Linked DNA regions of Mus musculus: region 2 is linked to region 1. A link is a contact called in public Micro-C data. All regions are on one chromosome and are shown on one strand. The core of a region is the stretch at or near the end of the contact, and the rest is flanking DNA. Distances in the headings are between cores, read along the strand shown. Region 1 overlaps Gm30374 (a long non-coding RNA gene). Region 2 overlaps Arhgap15 (Rho GTPase activating protein 15).

The links. Hi-C and Micro-C count contacts between places; a contact is called where the count stands out from the background.
Region 2: a contact with region 1 is called in a Micro-C map of the G1E-ER4 cell line. The contact joins two enhancer-like sites. A contact is called at or near these places in 2 of 15 datasets of contacts at CTCF or cohesin (CD8 T cells and large pre-B cells), 47 of 484 Hi-C or Micro-C datasets (B cells, CD4 T cells, CD8 T cells and 34 more) and 7 of 115 datasets of contacts at active chromatin or transcription factors (the 230-238 cell line, CD4 single positive thymocytes, CD8 T cells and 3 more).

What each region holds. Positions count from the first base shown.
Region 1 is chr2:43,720,274-43,724,447 of GRCm38.p6, forward strand. All of the region lies in intron 4 of Gm30374 (a long non-coding RNA gene), which reads right to left. Among named protein-coding and RNA genes, the nearest start is that of Gm30374, 7.1 kb to the right of the region's middle. Within about 2 kb of position 2,883, at least 26 of the 459 cell types and tissues checked have an H3K27ac peak or open chromatin away from gene starts, as enhancers often do. A contact at or near this core is called in the G1E-ER4 cell line, where this site is marked.
Region 2 is chr2:43,834,538-43,839,227 of GRCm38.p6, forward strand. The region is part of intron 3 of Arhgap15 (Rho GTPase activating protein 15); the gene reads left to right. Among named protein-coding and RNA genes, the nearest start is that of Gm39804, 49 kb to the left of the region's middle. Within about 2 kb of position 1,569, at least 8 of the 459 cell types and tissues checked have an H3K27ac peak or open chromatin away from gene starts, as enhancers often do. A contact at or near this core is called in the G1E-ER4 cell line, where this site is marked.

The sequences.
Region 1 (4,174 bases), core at 1,633-4,132:
GGGGGGGAAGAAAAGAACTCTGGTGGCTAAAACACATTCTCTCCAGGACTGTTTGGAGCCTATGACACTGTGACCTAAGTCTGAACTACAGACTGAGTTGCACTTTTCCCAATGACTACTAGAAGGGTGTAAGTATTGAATTCACACAACAAACAAATGACATAATTATTTTGTTTTAGGATGAAACATTTGGCCTGGGCGGTAGCTTAGCATCATAATGCTTGCCTAGTGTGCACAAGGCCCTGGCTCACTCCCCAGCACTGCAAAAAAAAAAAAAAAAATGCGATCTCAGTATCATGTAATAACAATTCATTCTTTCATCAGTAGAGAACCTCAGATTTCTTTCTTCTCTGACCTTTGTATCAAGCTGAGAACATGATCACACGCTCCAAGGTGTACAAGCTCGCCTTTGCATCCAGTTTCAGTGAATGACTCAAATGCTAAAAGCAAAACAGATCTGCCATTGGAAACTTCATAAATACATCCAGTGTATTTGCTGCTGACAGATTGAGGCCTGAAAGCACTTCCATTTCTTGAATATTAAACCATCTTTCTTCTGGCAATGCTATTAGGGGTTCAGGACCACATGGCAAAGAAGATTGCGATGCAAAGGAGCTAGACTCTAGAATAAGTGAAAAGGAGAAAGGCACTCAGGTTCTACAGAACGGCACGGGTATGAGGACAGAGTTCTAACAAGGTACAGTAGACACAGTGACTATGAAGCACCCTCCAGTGACAGGGTGGTCTCCAGCCACTTATAAGTGCACACAGATGAGGTCAAGCCAGGGGATTTCTTTCCAAGTTTCTCAATAAAGGAAGGGTAGTAAAATTAGCTTATGACCCAATACTAGAGCATTAGTCAGTATTTCTATAAAGCATCATACCTCAGTGTGAAGGAAGATTCTCAGAGCTTGGGGGACGGGGGAGGTTGGCTGTCTCTCTAATCCATGGGTGCTCAGTCTATCATTTTCAAATGCAGTCTCGTGTTTAATTCCATTCTGACTTCTGGCTTAAGTTAAGGAGAGATTTGTTTGGTACATCTTCATTTTCTGGTTGAATTTGCTCCATTCACCAAGCTAATGGATTCCAGGGTTCTTGTTTCCACTTCCTGGTACTCAACTTTTGATTTGCCAGTGTCTCTTTGCTAAGCTTCTCTCTGTAAAAGGGAACACCCTCTGTCCTAAGTTGAGCACTGGCAGGAACTGATGGGGCCAGAAAACAGCTGAAGAAGACCTTGGCAAAAATATATCAAAATGTTTTGGCCTTTCTGTGCCTGGATGCCTGGATGGATAAGAGGCCATCACAGACCTGGAAAAATAAATGCTTCATGCCCCCCCCCCCCCCCCCCACACACACTTATTTTCCAAATCCACTGCAATATTTTCAGAACCCTGGACAAAAGACAAAGTAAAATCACTCAAACTGTGTTATTAATCAAAAGTTTCCAAACAAACTATGAACCCCAGCACAATTCTATTTGTTCACATAGCAACTCCTCTCCGCAGGACCTGGGTCACCTCATTGAAACATCGGTTCCTTCCGCAGCTTGGAGTGCAGGTGACCCTGGCTCTGTTATTGCTGTTCGGTTTCCATTTTGCTTTCTGTGACACAGTTCAAGATCTCCAATACTTCACCAAACCTACCCTGGGGGAAAAAATATCTCTCTTGAAGGGAACACACCCCTGGCAGCGTGCCTGCTCTGGATGGCCCCGTGGCTAGATGGATGGAGGGGTGATTTAAATGAAATCTCAAGCAGACACACGGATTCTTGGGGAGTAAATGTCCAAATATCCAGTTCTTGAAAGTGCCCACAGAGGCAAAAAGCCACAAAGGCCATGTCCCAAACAAACCACTGTTATGTTTTGTTTTTTTGTTTTTGTTTTTGTTTTGTTTTGTGTTTTTTATCAAGTCCCATCTATTAAGTCGCAATCCTCTCCCAATAGCCCATAAGATTAGGGTTGGTGACTTAACCCTCTTGCTCCCAATCCTTCCGCACAACCACATCCCTGAACGTCACAGCACTAAGGAGCAAGTATTGACCATAACTGGGGACAACTTCAAAGCCATTGAGAGATGGCACTGATCTTACACAAGAGTTAATGGAATTACACACGGAAACATTGGCAGACAAACAACACACATGTCCATCCATGGTCACTAATTCGTCTTAAAGCTTGAAAGCTAGTAATAGTAGTAGTAGTAGTAGTAGCAGTAGTAGTAGTAATTTATCCTGGTAACATTTGCTTAACCTGTGATCACTCAACTTAAACTCCCCTTAATTTCGGGACAGTATGATGCAAGAAGAGTGACTTCAAAAGATCATGGTCTTGTGTGTGTCCCGTCCATGAGTCTGGAGAATGGTCAGCTGCTGGTACTACCTGCTCACCTACACTGTTGATTAGGCTTAGCTGCTGCGTAAGGGCAATATCTACCTGTGCTTTTCCCAGGCAAACATCACCATATTTGGCCAATCTAGCCGAGCTAGGATAGCCAATAATCTACGGGGCCACATGACTGAGGCTTTTGAGAACTGCTGCCTCAACGTAGGACATTCTAGTTAGTTAAAACCCCAGAGAGGTCCCATCATTAGTATTTACGCTGATTCTTGTAATGGCCACAAGGTGGCGCCAAATCACAAAGAAAACTGACTGGAGCATGGCTGTTCTGGTGGATTTGCATATTTCGCTGCTGGGACATTTCTTTAGTCTCCCGATAGGCATCATTCCTCGATTTCCCAGATGCATTAACGTTTGCATCCGATCTTTCTTATCTTTGAAGGATTTTGTTCTAGAAATCAAGAAATCAATGAAACAGAGGGAGGGTTCGGAGACTGCAGATAATCTATAAAGCCATACAGTTAAGTCTAAGAGATGAGAGCAGACAGAGCTTGGAGTTAGGGGGACAGAAGGCCTGCACTGTGGCGGCACCTCCCTGCAGCTCCCTGTTCTGAAGAACTCTGGTATGACTTCACGTGTTCGTCTTTCTCACCACTGGATATCAGCTCTGTAGTCTCAAGTGTAACTCTGGGGCTACGTCCCTGAAGTATTAGGTGGCACCGTGAAGGTACCTGCAACTTATGCACTAGAAGGGCTTGTCAACATAGATTGGCACACACTACTGTTAACAATGAAGATCTAGTGACTGGAACAGCCTTGAGCCACACCCCCTTCCAATGAAGCACTTGGCTTCACTTCCACAAGCTGTGTGTGTGTGACTTCGTGCACACATATCGATACACCTACATGTCTATATGAATAGATTTGCATACACTAGACAAGCAGAGTTAGGTTCTCATTAATTATGCACGTTTTGGTTGCCTGTGGTTGACAATAGATTTTTTTTGTAATATTTGTGGATTTTCTGATCTGTAGCATAAAACAATTACATTATTTAAGAGGAATGTAAGCTCATTAATGCATCAGGAAGGTTAAATCTTACCTAATCTTTTATTCTGGGCACTCCCAGACAATGACCTCATCATTATCCCATCTTCTTATATAACAAGATCTGTGTTTTCTTTTGAGCTTTTCGATGGGCCCATCTAGAAGTGTCACATGTTAGGGCTCCAAAGACAAAAGCAAAATTGTCACTGTGGGACATTTGAAAAAGTTTTTTGGCTTATGTGCCTGGTATTTGGTGAGGGGCTCATACATGAAAGCAGGAAGCATGGCAACCATTTTGAGACCACGAGGGACAAGATGACAGGTTCCTAGCTAACTAAATCTTTGCAATTCTGAGTCCCAAAGTTCACTCTGTCAATGTTTGCCATAGCCCAAGTTTATATTTCTCTTTACACACACACACACACACACACACACACACACACACACACACACACAACCTTGCACATATGTCAAATCCCCTGGTACTTTGGATTTTCTTTTGTACAAGACATAGAATCCTACCTTCATTAGATAATAGCTGGAGCAGCCTCGCATGCTTTCCTTGAACTTGTCTACAAGTCTGTCTACACTTGGCACCCACTAAATATCACTGAAGCAATCTGGGCTGCTATTCTTCAATGTTCTCTGTTCTTTTAAAATTGAGCTTTAAATCATTATTTCGTTTGGACAACTCAAAACCGGAACTGAGCTATATACTTCACATGGGCTCAAAGGGGCTGCGGACACACTGTAACAGCAGACTGAAAAGGTGAAATAAAGAGAGAGAAAAA
Region 2 (4,690 bases), core at 319-2,818, 110 kb after region 1:
TCAAGATGTTAAACTCTTGAGAAACAAATAACTATAATAAAAATGTGGCACAGAGCAAAACATTAATTTTTAAAGTAAAATTCTAGTTTGTAGTCTCTCTACAGAGATTATCTTCCCCCCATCTCCACATACACACAGATACACATAGTCACTACCTCCACCAAAATTTTAAAATATCAACTAATTGCTTCCTGGTACTGATGTGGGCTCTGCTGCATTCTCTCTCTGAGTGTTCACCTAACTTACTCTGTCTTCTGAGCACTGGGAACATTCAACATTTCCTTTATGACGTCTATTGGATTCTTACTTTTATTTTAATGGCAGAAATGCCATCAGTTATGTAAACTTCCATCTGGAGAGTAGACTGTCATGAAGAGTAACAATGAAAAGAACCAGGAAGTTTTTCCAAAAGCAAATCTATACATTTTAAACTACCCATTACCATTCATGAAAAGACGTTCTCTAGAAGACACAAAGTTTACATTAAATCTGATGAGCATGAACTTTTCATCTACCTGCAGAGTCTTTCCCACAACTTGGGGTTGCTTGTATCTCTCTCTGTTTCCTCCATATTTCCCTGCCTCCCTGTCTCCTCCATCTCTCCCTGTCTCCCTGTCTCCTCCATTTCTCCCTGTCGCCCTGTCTCCTCCATGGATCTGCACAGTAGCCCAGTCACCCATAGTGTCCTGTTGTCAGTATCTCTCAGGACACTCTGTCATGTCTGAAACAATGTACCAAAATAATTTGGAGCCAATTATTTAAATTCCTTGAGTTAATATTATTGTTTATATTTATGTTTTTAACATTTGAATTCTCGTGTGTATTTATTTTCAAAACATTGGCTGTAATGTAAAAAAGTCTCACTTCTTTTACCTCCTATTTAAAGAATTCTCTGAAATATTTTTAAGAATCGTGAGACTACAGTTCTGGTTACAGCTTTTGAAATAATCTATTAGGTCTACCCCATTTTGGAGTAAAGTGTTTTACTTTATAAAATGAAAACTGTCATTGCCAATGCTCCAATGAGTACATTTTCCTTTGGGGAGCCATGCATTATTATGTTTTTTTTTTTTTTTTTTTACAGTTCCTTTATAATAGAGCTGATTGTGATCAACATGGGTAATTAAAAGAGTAACACATGTATTTTGACAGTTATTTTCGAAGCATTCCTAATTGGAGTCTAAAAATGCTCACAGTGGCCCCAGTATAGGAAGAAATATAGCATTAATGCCACACAGATGCATATCACAAGACTTCAGTGAAAGAAGCTAGGATGAGAACAGGGGACTCTGTGATTGCTTAACACAAAACTCTGATACACTTTGCACTTGTTTCTTGATCTTCTATTAATATATTCCTCCTTGCTACTGTGCATGAGGTCCAATTAGTTTCAAGGCACTTTCCCCCTAAACAAAGATTCAAGAAAAATAACCCTGATTATAGCATGTTAAATCTTTATCGTCTTTATTTTTATTGAAACATCGTAAGGCGTGTCTATGGATAGCCTTGCAGGAGTCAAAAGCCTGTGGTGGGTTTTTTATCTGCTTCCTCCTGAGCAAGGAGGATTTGGAGGGCAGAGCTCAGGAAGTTGTCCTGGCTCGGAGCAAATCAGCCTTTTGCAGATAAACTTAAGTCACAGGTGTTGCCTTTTTAAGCCTGATATCGTTCTGTGGGTTAATTAATACTTGTGAGGGCTTTGAAGATGAAATGCAATATGAAGATATTGTACTTCCTTGTTTTAAAGAAAAAAGAGTAGTCATTTTGTATACTAATACTATTGACCAGCTGGGGTTTCTTTAAGTTGGAAAAGAGAAACAAATATATCTTTAATATTTCAAAATGCCATTTTGCTAAGTTAGAGTTAGGTTTGGCAAATAATATCATCTCAAAAGTTAAGATGATAATAATAATAAATAATAATAGTTTAATCAATTATTATAGAAACCATTTCAGATTAATTATTTCATTTCCTTAAGCAGGGGTCTGCTTATTCATTCATTTATTTGTCTAGGCCATGGTCATTCAGGAGGAGGGTTAGGCTATGGGAATGATGGGATATTAAAAAGTCGTGGCCTTTTCTGGAGAAAGACCTGTGGACAAGCAGATGCATCAAGGACAAGAAAAAGGCTTGGTTCTACACTAGTGACTGTGGGAGAAGAAAGACTTATATTTGGAGTCATGAGTCGTCTTACAAGTACTCTTTGAAAGTGTTATTTAAAATAAGATTTGCACCATAAGTAGAACTGTGGAAACAAAAGAATGAGAACAGGAAGAAAAAAAAATCAAGAAAAGACAGCACATTCAGGTTATCAGTACAACAGTTTTATTTCAACTGTATTTGAAAAATTTCAAGAATGCCATGATGAGGCAGGCATGGAGGAACATGCCTGTAACACAGACACATGGAAGGCAGAAAAAGGAAGTCTGCATGTTCAAGGCCAGCCTGGAGTACATAGAAGGATCCAGATTAATAGCCAACCAGGACTACATACCCTGTATATGAGAAAACCAAACGACATACTGCTGACACCATTGCATACACTAGCAAGATTTTGCTGAAAGGACCCAGATGTAGCTGTCTCTTGTGAGACTATGCCGGGGCCTAGCAAACACAGAAGTGGATGCTCACAGTCAGCTAGTGGATTGATCACAGGGCCCCCAATGGAGGAGCTAGAGAAAGTACCCAAGGAGCTAAAGGGATCTGCAACCCTATAGGTGGAACAACAATATGAACTAACCAGTACCCCGGAGCTCTTGACTCTAGCTGCATATGTATCAAAAGATGGCCTAGTCGGCCATCACTGGAAAGAGAGGCCCATTGGACACACAAACTTTATATGCCCCAGTACAGGGGAACGCCAGGGCCAAAAAAATGGGAATGGGTGGGTAGGGAAGTGAGAGGGAGGGTATGAGGGACTTTTGGGATAGCATTGGAAATGTAATTGAGGAAAATATGTAATAAAAATATTTTTAAAAAAAAGAGAGAAGAGAAGAGCTGTGGTGCTGGATCAGGCAGAGCCTTCCCTAGGGGAAGCAGCTCCAGGTGATGGGAGATTGGAGAAATCCTGGAACCAGAGGTTAGTTAAATTTTGCCTGCCTGCCATGCCCCCCACTTATAATCCGTTTAATTCTAGAGCAGAGAAAAATGTACACCCGCACATCAACAAAGACTATTAGAATTGAGCAACTCTCTCTTCACAGAGTGAAATTAAGTTATAATGCAGACAAATTGTAATAATAAGATGCTCTGACAGCAAGGAGGAGGAAGGCCATGCTTGGCGAACTTCAATGACGGTCAAAAAATCAAGTAACAGTGAAAGTAAAGACAGTGAAACAGAAACAGATTGAGAGTGGAATTCTAAGAAAAGCCTTCAGAAGACCGAAGAATGGTTTCCAGATACAGAGAGATCTTTCCTAAACCCATCTCCTAAGCACAAACTGGATTTCTTGGTGGTGAATGAATGAGACTTGCTGGCTCCAGCATGAAAGGCTCCGGATGAAAGTTCACGGGAGATCTTAAACACAAAATGCTCTAATGTCATTTCCAAAATGATCTTTTGATGAGTTAGTGGTAAAGAAAGCAACAACACAAGGATAGCATTTCCCTTGAAATACACAGTGGTTTAATAAGAGGGGCTGCACATAGCTTGGCAAATCATAACATGCACTTCACCAAGCCCAGTGTTTAGAAAACACTTAAGGGCTGTGAGTGGAAACATAAAGTGAGACAGGATCCCACACCCTCCTATGAAAGAGGAGAGGGTACCCACATGAAGATGCACTCCACACGTGAACTAAAGAGAGCAAGGGGTCTGTGACAGTAAATATCATCAAAGCCAGACTAGGAAGCCACATCAGTTTCTCAGGAGTTTGGCAGTTTGTTCTCATTTTGGGTGATTGATTGCTTGCCTTTTGTTTCTTTTCTTTTAGTTTCTTTGGGATAAGCTCTCATAATGATGCAGCCCTGGCTTACCTGCAGCTCACTGGGTAAAACAGCTTAGCCTTGAACTGGTGTGTTGCTCTTCCTGCCTGTTTCTGCAAGTGCTGAGGTTACAGGCACTACCCACTACACCATGCTTCAAGAATTTCTTTAGGAATGCATAGCTGTTTTGTGGGATTTGTGAGTTTGTGATACACAGAACTAATTTTGCTTGACTCTTCAGGTGATCATTGCATACAGCTAGAGAATCTAAATGTATGTACATACTATATATTACAGATTTACATGAGGTCAGCACATTGTATTGGAAAGCATCATCCTTCAGAAAAATCCTCATATCATGTGCTCTCTCTCTCTCTCTCTCTCTCTCTCTCTCTCTCTCTCTCTCTCTCTCTCTCTCTCTCCTTTCTCTCCCTTCTCTCTCATTCCCCAAATGCAATTTTTGCTGCCCTCATGCATATGTGTAGGGCTAGGGGAGCATGGTCCACCTACCATGGAGTACACGCCTAAGGAAATGGCTTCTTCTTCCCCAAACAACAATCAACTGTTAATTACTTTCCTGCTTGGTTTGGAGCTCCTGCGCCCATTCTCTCTTCCACGAAATGCTGTTAACTGGTTTGATCTTGTGAAGGCCTTACATAGGCAACCACAGCTCTGATAAGTTCATAGGTGCAATGATTCTATAATGTTCAGAAGATATTGTTTTGCCCAAGTCCTCTGACAGTCTCTCTGCCCTCTCTTTACCACATT